Linked DNA regions of Arachis hypogaea: region 2 is linked to region 1. A link is a contact called in public Hi-C data. All regions are on one chromosome and are shown on one strand. The core of a region is the stretch at or near the end of the contact, and the rest is flanking DNA. Distances in the headings are between cores, read along the strand shown.

Region 1 (4,079 bases), core at 6-2,505:
GCTGATAAGGTCCCACAGAAACCTTATTCCACAATGCCTCCCCATACTCCATAAGTAACCAATTCTTTGCCTTGCTTGACAAAACACCTCTTGCCTCCTTTTCCATAGATGGTAAGAGAAACCGAAAAATTGCATCATTCAATATCAGCTTCCTCTGTTCGTTCCACAGCTGAGCAAATCTGCTAACACTATCACTAATATAATACTCATTAAATTGGTCTATTAACTTATTAAGATACTCTTCAGGAAGCTTAATAGTAACTTGGAGAAGTTTCTCCTCCTCTGCCTTCTGTATAAGGAGCCATTGAGCATCCTCAAACTTAGACAATGGCTTCTCGCGCAACCACTTCACACCAGCAAACTGATGGAAAGAATCTATTGTTGTATTTCCATCAGCAGTAGGACAGTAGACACCGCCGCATGATCAAGAGAGTGAGTGCGAACATGCTTCCCAATGCTAGGCTCACAACTTATCTCAACGGCTGCCTGAAACAAAATATCCATTAGAATAAAATCAAAGGTCACTTTTAAGGATAAACCTGAGCAAGGTCAAATATGCATACCATGTGCCTAGCACACTTAGGTACTTCTTGAGGGGTATCATACATGGCATATGTAAAATTTGTAGCCATCTCCTCTCTGGTGTTTCCTTTGGATCCTCCAACTCAAGCTACAATACAGATAAGGGAAAATAGAACCTTAAGTTTAGTGTTAAAACAAATGGCAATATCAAATTTAAGTATACTTACCAGAGCAACAAGTGACATGGGATCTGTCTTCCTGGCTACCAGAGTTTTTACTTCCCTCTGGGTCTTTATTTTTGTTATATGCTCTTCGAATCCTGGAGGAATTGATGGATCAATGAGGGTTATATTGTCTTCCACTTGTTCGGCCCCTCTTCTGTATCCGTTCTCATTCGATTGACTATCATGCTTCTTTGGGCTATTTTGAAGGCCCATTCGAGTTTCCCGAATAATCTCCTCAATATACATATCATTGACTAAACATTTGTGGAATTTCAATTTTGTAATGGGAATGTGCTTTCTACATTTTGTAATTTGTATATCCAAGTCATATCTATCCAACTCCCGATAAGTCATTAATCCATAGTCAAAAATCAAAATGTTCTCCCCCACCCTCATTATTGTTCCTAGGCCCCACATTTACGATTCCCACGTGGTCATGTTCTTCACCCCCACCATCCTTTTGCACTTGGGATTTAACCGCCTCTTCATTACCCGCCGGAACTTTATTCTCCATTGTCAAGCTACCTCCAAGCTTCTTCTTCAGACCATCATATCATACATCGACACCGGAGAATTTGGTTCACGCATATGTCAAACTTGTCACCGTCAACGTCTGAAGTCACAATAGCATGGATTTTAGTCATCCAGTTTGTTAATTACCACCATAAATTTTTCCATATTAAATTCCTCCTGAAACAACCGATTTTTTCACCCCGACCAATGGCTCCCCCCACACAGACGCCACTTTAAGGAAGTTATCCTCATTTTATGCATGCAAAGGCATATCATATATCTCTAACCATGCTTTCCTTGATCTATTTGTCTCCCCCATTGTCTTTCAACAAGAACGATGAATTTAATGCCTTCTTCATAATTGTTGATAAATGATATAAATGTAATTTCAATCAAAGAGAGAGTAAGATCATCTCCAGCATAAAAAGTAACTCCACATCAGCTTTTGCATCATAAACAATAAATAGAAACTCAAAAAAATCTCTCTCTTTTTCATTAGAAAAAACTAACTTTAATTTCTATTGTGGTCTCACTTAATTAATTAATTAAAGTAATTAAAATTAATATAATTATTATTTTTTATAATAATATTATTTAAATTTATAAATTTAAAATAATTCAATATTATAAAATATTAAAATAAATAACTCAAATTTAATTAGTATTTTAAATTTTATAAATAAAAAAAATAATTTAACTAAAAATTATTTTATAATACGTACAAATTAAATTTATTTTTTATGTAAAATAAATTTAATATAATTATTTATATTAATTATAATTTAATATAACTAATTATTAAATAATTAATATAAATAATTAATTAAATAGATATATAAGTATTTAATATATTTTTATTTTTATTTTATTAACTTACCACATTGTATGATTTTATTGGTTGTTGCAAGTTTTTATTCAGAGGGATTCTCAACCTTGATACACATGAAGAGCCTTCCTTCATTTTTCACTCCAATGGTAATTGAGTTCCCGTATGTTAGAAGAGGAACTTTATTTCTTAGCATTGGAGTTGCTCTAAATATACAAAAGACAGATAAAAATAATTCATTATAATAAAAAAATAGTTAATATGTGTTTAAAAAATATATGATAAGATAAATACATTAAAAATAAGGACAATTCTATGATGCTGAAGGAAGAAATATTCCTCATCTGCTGAAATAACGTGTCCATCCCATTTCAACGAATGTGAAAAAGTAAGGGTTGCTGTTCATGGCAGTGCAACCAAGTGTGGGTCTTACAAATATCAGTGGAGCTTTGACGAAGTTTTAAGTTTTTAATTAATCCCCTTCTAATGGATTATTATTTGTAGCAATTTATGTTTATTGATTTATATTTTATACTATTTTAATGGATGAATTATGTTATTTAGAGTTGCAATTTTTGAATGAAAATAATTGAATTAACCGAAACAAAATTATATTAGGGTAATTTTTAAGTTTTGTATCTCCATTAAATGATGATAAATGACTTAACAAAAATAAAAAAATCAATTACAATTAACTCATTTAATATAAATTATCATTACCATTCTTTATAATTATTATTAGTCTTTATTGTATTTTTAAATATAAAAATCAGAGGCTATTTTGGGTCTCGTTGTCAAGCATCTCGTTGTCTTTTGAGGTAATTGTCAGGGGCTATTTTTTATTTTTTTTTTTAGTTTAATTTGTGAGAAATTTATTTAAAAAATGAAGTATAAGTTATGGAAAAACAGTTGGCCAATAAACTTTGTGTGGTTGTTAAACAATAAAAAAAGTTTGGTAACAGTTATAATTAATCAAAATTTTCTATAATTTACTTTATTTATATAATTTAATAACAATTTTATTTTTTATCTCACTCTCCTATCAATTTACTTATCATATTCTTATCAGTTTCATTTATTAATGACATTAAATATGATACTGTTAGACATTCTTGTAATCAATATTTAATATTTTTTTTATGATTTGACTTTTATATTTAAAAACACAATAAAGGCTAATAATAATTATAAAGAACGTTAATGATAATTTATATTAAATGAGTTAATTGTAATTAATTTTTTATTTTTGTTAAGTCGTTTATCATCAATGGAGATACAAAACTTAAAAACTACCCTAATATGATTTTGTTTAAGTTAATTCAATTATTTTCATTCAAAAATCACAACTCTAAATAACATAATTCATCCATTAAAATAGTATAAAATATAAATCAATAAACATAAATTGCTGCAAATAATAATCCATTAGAAGGGGATTAATTAAAAACTTAAAACATCGTCAAAGCTCCACTGGCATTGGTAGGACCCACACTTGGTTGCACTGCCACGAACAGCAACCCTTACTTTCTCACATTCATTGAAATGGGACGGACACGCGTCTATTCTAAATGCTTGCCACGCTATTTCAGCAGATGAGGAATATTTCTTCCTTCAGCATCATAGAATTGTCCTAAAAACAAACAAGATGTATGAAGTAGATTTTTCTTTTGTGAGTCTTTTTGTGACACGTAGTTTAATAGTTACTAGGATTTTACGTTAATTTTTATTGGAGTTTTTAACTTTGTAACACCCTACTCTTCATATTTTATACTTGAATCATAAGTCAATGATAATAAAGTGATACGATTTAACGTGAAGTTATATATATATATATATATATAAAATTAAAATAAATTATTAAATGTTAAACCTGAAAAAAATTAAAAAAATTCGTGAGTGCAAATACACTCATATAAAAAATATAACACGTTCAAAAAAGCAAAATAAACTAAAAGATTAAAGGGAGAATAAAGTAAAGATAGTATGTGTGTGTA
Region 2 (3,667 bases), core at 600-3,099, 88 kb after region 1:
TTATTTTTCAACTTTTTCCTCACTCTTACTTTCACTTCAGAGTACAATAATACTAAATTTTTCTGTTCGGATACAACGAGAAGGACGAGCAAGATTTTAAAAAACGTAAGAAGTGGGGGACTGTTACCCTCCATGCATGTTTAACGCATGTCTTTTTCTGCCTTTCTCGCTTGTCGCGGAAAAAGAATCTTGCATGCTGACAGAACCTGTAGCATCCATGCATGCGTGTCGCGTCCCTGATTTCTCGTCATTCGCGAGATGACAATGACATCCTCTCGCCATCTACGAGATGACAGTGTTAGTTTCTCACCACCTGCAAGATGCACGCGTCACTACTCTTGCATCCAATTCCCTAACTCACTCACCAATATAACACCTCGAAAAATATCCAATATAAAAAATAATTTTTGAAATAATTATATAGTGAAATATTATGTTTTAAATAATTAAAGTAGTCTATAGGTACAATACACAAGTTGTAACTGTCATTTTTTATTTATTCAATAGATTTCTTCTATAATTTGCAACTGAATAAACAGACAAAAACAAAGATAGGTTTTACTGTGATTTTGTCCTTTTTATATGCACATTGATTGATTTATATAACAGGTTTACTATTTCATTATGAGTTTTGATAAATGCACTTAACCCTTAAAATAATCTATAAAAAATGATGTAAAAGTATATTTGCAAATTAAAACAAAAATTATTTTTTAAAATTATTTTTGTATGGTTGAATTTAACATATGGAAAAAATTTTTAACTGTCAGAATACACACAAAACGTCACCACCGTTTTGTGCATGTTAATAATTTTTTAATATTTTAAAAAGAAAACGGCTTTGCTGTTTTGTGTTAAAGAATTTTTTTTTATTTTTTGAAATTAAAAAACTCACTGCCGTTTTGCGTGCTACACAAATTTTAAAGTTTAAAATTAGTCAAAACAGCGGTGACGTTTTCTTCAATGGTGATTTGGTGAGGGAAGGAGCAAGTATTTTTAGAAGTGGTTTGTTGTTCCTGAAGAATTGAAAGCAACCAAAGAGAAAAAAATGAGGATGGAGACATGAGATTATTTCTGTTGCTGGGTTATGCAGGGAATAAGAGAGAAGTAAGTCAGGTGTCAAACATGGAGAACAAAACATCACTGACGTTTTCATCAAAACGTGGTCGATGTTTTGCAGGTAACGGCGGCGCTCCCACAACGATGTTAAACACGCCAATTGACTCATTTTTGGATCAAACTCACCTAATGGGTCAATATTAAAAAAAAAGTTCCACACACTACCACTTTTATAATAATTAATTAGTGATTACCACATTATATATATATAAAAAGAAAATTATAATTACCTTATATATTCTTTATATATTTTTACTATAATTAATTATTATTAACATTAAACTAATAAAAAAATAATTTAAATAAGGCAGACGGAGGAGGTGGTCCCGGAGGATCCGGCGGCAGACCTCATGATGTTCAATAATAAAGTGATAGACGGGGAGGAGGGTAGAATGATCAATGATGATGTGATTTTGAATGATTTAAAATTTAAATTTCCTAATTTGGATAAAGCAGTTATGGTGAGTGATTCGGTTAGCTCAACTGAGTGTACTGGTCAGGAGGATCTTGAGGGTTATGGATTGAATGTGGAGGGGGATTCAGAGAGAACAGTTACACAGGATATTGTCGTTTGTGAAGGGGAGGTGCTTAAGGGGAATGCAAGGATATGTGGGGTGAATGATTTGGACTTATATTATTTAGAATAGATTAAGGAAGGATATGCTGGTGAGGGTGGTATGGGCTTGGGGTTAAAGGGCCCAATTGTCAAAGGAAAGGAAAGTGGGCTGCGGTTTGGGTATACGTCACAAGGGGATTGGGCTGATGAGAATGGGGCTGGCCAGAATCAGGTGCGGTGTGTGACTGGGTCGGGTGTTGAACCGGGTAGGGTTGGAGGTTCTCAGGTCCACAAGACTGTTGGGAAGAGAACGCTGAAGCCACAGGATCTGGGAATGCAAGGAGTGCGGGAGTGCCCAGACGCACGCGGAGTGAAGGTTGTAGGCGCGGGGAGGGCTGCGTCGATTAGTCGGGACCGTGCGGCGGCTGAGGCACATAGCTCCATGGCTAGGGCAGGCCGCGGCGACCACCAGAGGGCTGCGGTCGGCGATGGTGAGCAGGGGAGAACGAGGCAGCTGGAGGGGATTAGGGAGCGGACGGAATCGGAGGAAGAGGGACATGTATTTATCTCTTTTGGGAACCGATCAACAAACCCGGCGCATGGGGAGGAGGGACTAAGAGCTTCGGGACCAGCTGCTGGGATAGGCACCGTAGGAGAAAACGTGGTGGCTACTGCGGGGTCTGAGACAGAAAAAGAGGGCCGGCAGGAGCAAGTTAATGGCAGAAATACTGTTCAAGGTCAGATGAAAGAGAATGCGGAAACTTGGGCTTTGGCAGTGGAGTCAGGTGCTGTTCTATTGGATGAAGAAGTGGATATTATGGTAATTTTACAAGAGCAGAACAAAGAGTTAGCAGTGAAAAGAAAGATTGCAAAACAAAAAGAAAAGGCACGAAGAAGTCGGCCGAAGAATCTCAATAAGGTGAGTAAAAATGTTGTTAAATGATTTTCGGTTGTTGGAATATTCAGGGGTTGAGGGGGGACGGAAAATTGAGTATGATAAAATCTTTGAAGAATTTTTATAAGCTAAACATGTTAGGATTGGTGGAAACTAAGAGGCAGGATTTTACGAAGTTTGATGTTGCAAGAATTTGGGGTTGGAATACTGTAGGTTGGGAGTTTGTAGAGTCGATAGGGGCTTCTGGAGGTCTGTTGTTAATTTGGGATGATGATTTGTTTAAAGCCAATAACTATTATAAAGGGGAGAGATGGTTGTGCGTTGAAGGAGTGATGATGGAAAATAATTTTAATTGTGCTGTGTGTCTGGTGTATGGGGCGCATGAGAGGGAGGAAAAGCGGGTTGTTTGGGAGGAGTTGAGTTATGTCGCGGGTCTGTGTCAGGTGCCTTTTTGCTTTTTGGGAGATTTTAATGAGATTCTACATGTGGAAGAACGTAAAGGGGCAAGCAGTTTACCGAGGTCAGCAGAAGAGTTTAAGAATTGGGTACATGATATGCAGTTGGTGGACTTGCCTCTGAATGATAGGAAGTTTACGTGGTTCAGGGGTCGTTCTTGTAGTCGGATTGATAGAGTCCTGGTTAATATAGAGTGGGTTGAGAAATTTCCTGATGTTCGCCTAAAAGGTGGGCCTAGAGGGTTGTCTGACCACTGCCCATTGATTGTGGAGGATAAAAGAATTGGGGGTGGCCGACGACCTTTCAGAACTCTGGATTCCTGGTTTACTCATGAGGATTTTCTGCGAATGGTTAAAAATGAATGGAGAAATTTGGGAGATATTCAGTTCACTAGTAAGTTGAAGAGACATGGAGAAGAGACTGCAGACGCTTGAGGAGGAGATTAAGAAACTGGATAATATGGTTAGTGCTGGTGTCTATGATGGTACAACGGAGGCTAGAAGAAAGGTGTTGGTGAGTTTCTGCAAGAAGTGGTATGTTAGGAAAGAGTTACACTGGAAGCAGATGTCGCGGTCAAAGCATGCTAAGTATATGGATAGAAATACTAGATTTTTTCATAACATTGCCTCGGCTAGAAGACG

The links. Hi-C and Micro-C count contacts between places; a contact is called where the count stands out from the background.
Region 2: a contact with region 1 is called in a Hi-C map of an unstated tissue, with 2.9 times the contacts expected there. The contact joins two enhancer-like sites. A contact is called at or near these places in 2 of 8 Hi-C or Micro-C datasets (leaf and an unstated tissue).

Annotation. Positions count from the first base shown.
Region 1 is chr16:111,690,811-111,694,889 of arahy.Tifrunner.gnm2.J5K5, forward strand. It overlaps the pseudogene LOC112757356. Among protein-coding and RNA genes, the nearest start is that of LOC112760270, 22 kb to the right of the region's middle. Within about 2 kb of position 1,256, at least 3 of the 3 cell types and tissues checked have open chromatin away from gene starts, as enhancers often do.
Region 2 is chr16:111,778,287-111,781,953 of arahy.Tifrunner.gnm2.J5K5, forward strand. No RefSeq gene overlaps it. Among protein-coding and RNA genes, the nearest start is that of LOC112757358, 11 kb to the right of the region's middle. Within about 2 kb of position 1,850, at least 3 of the 3 cell types and tissues checked have open chromatin away from gene starts, as enhancers often do.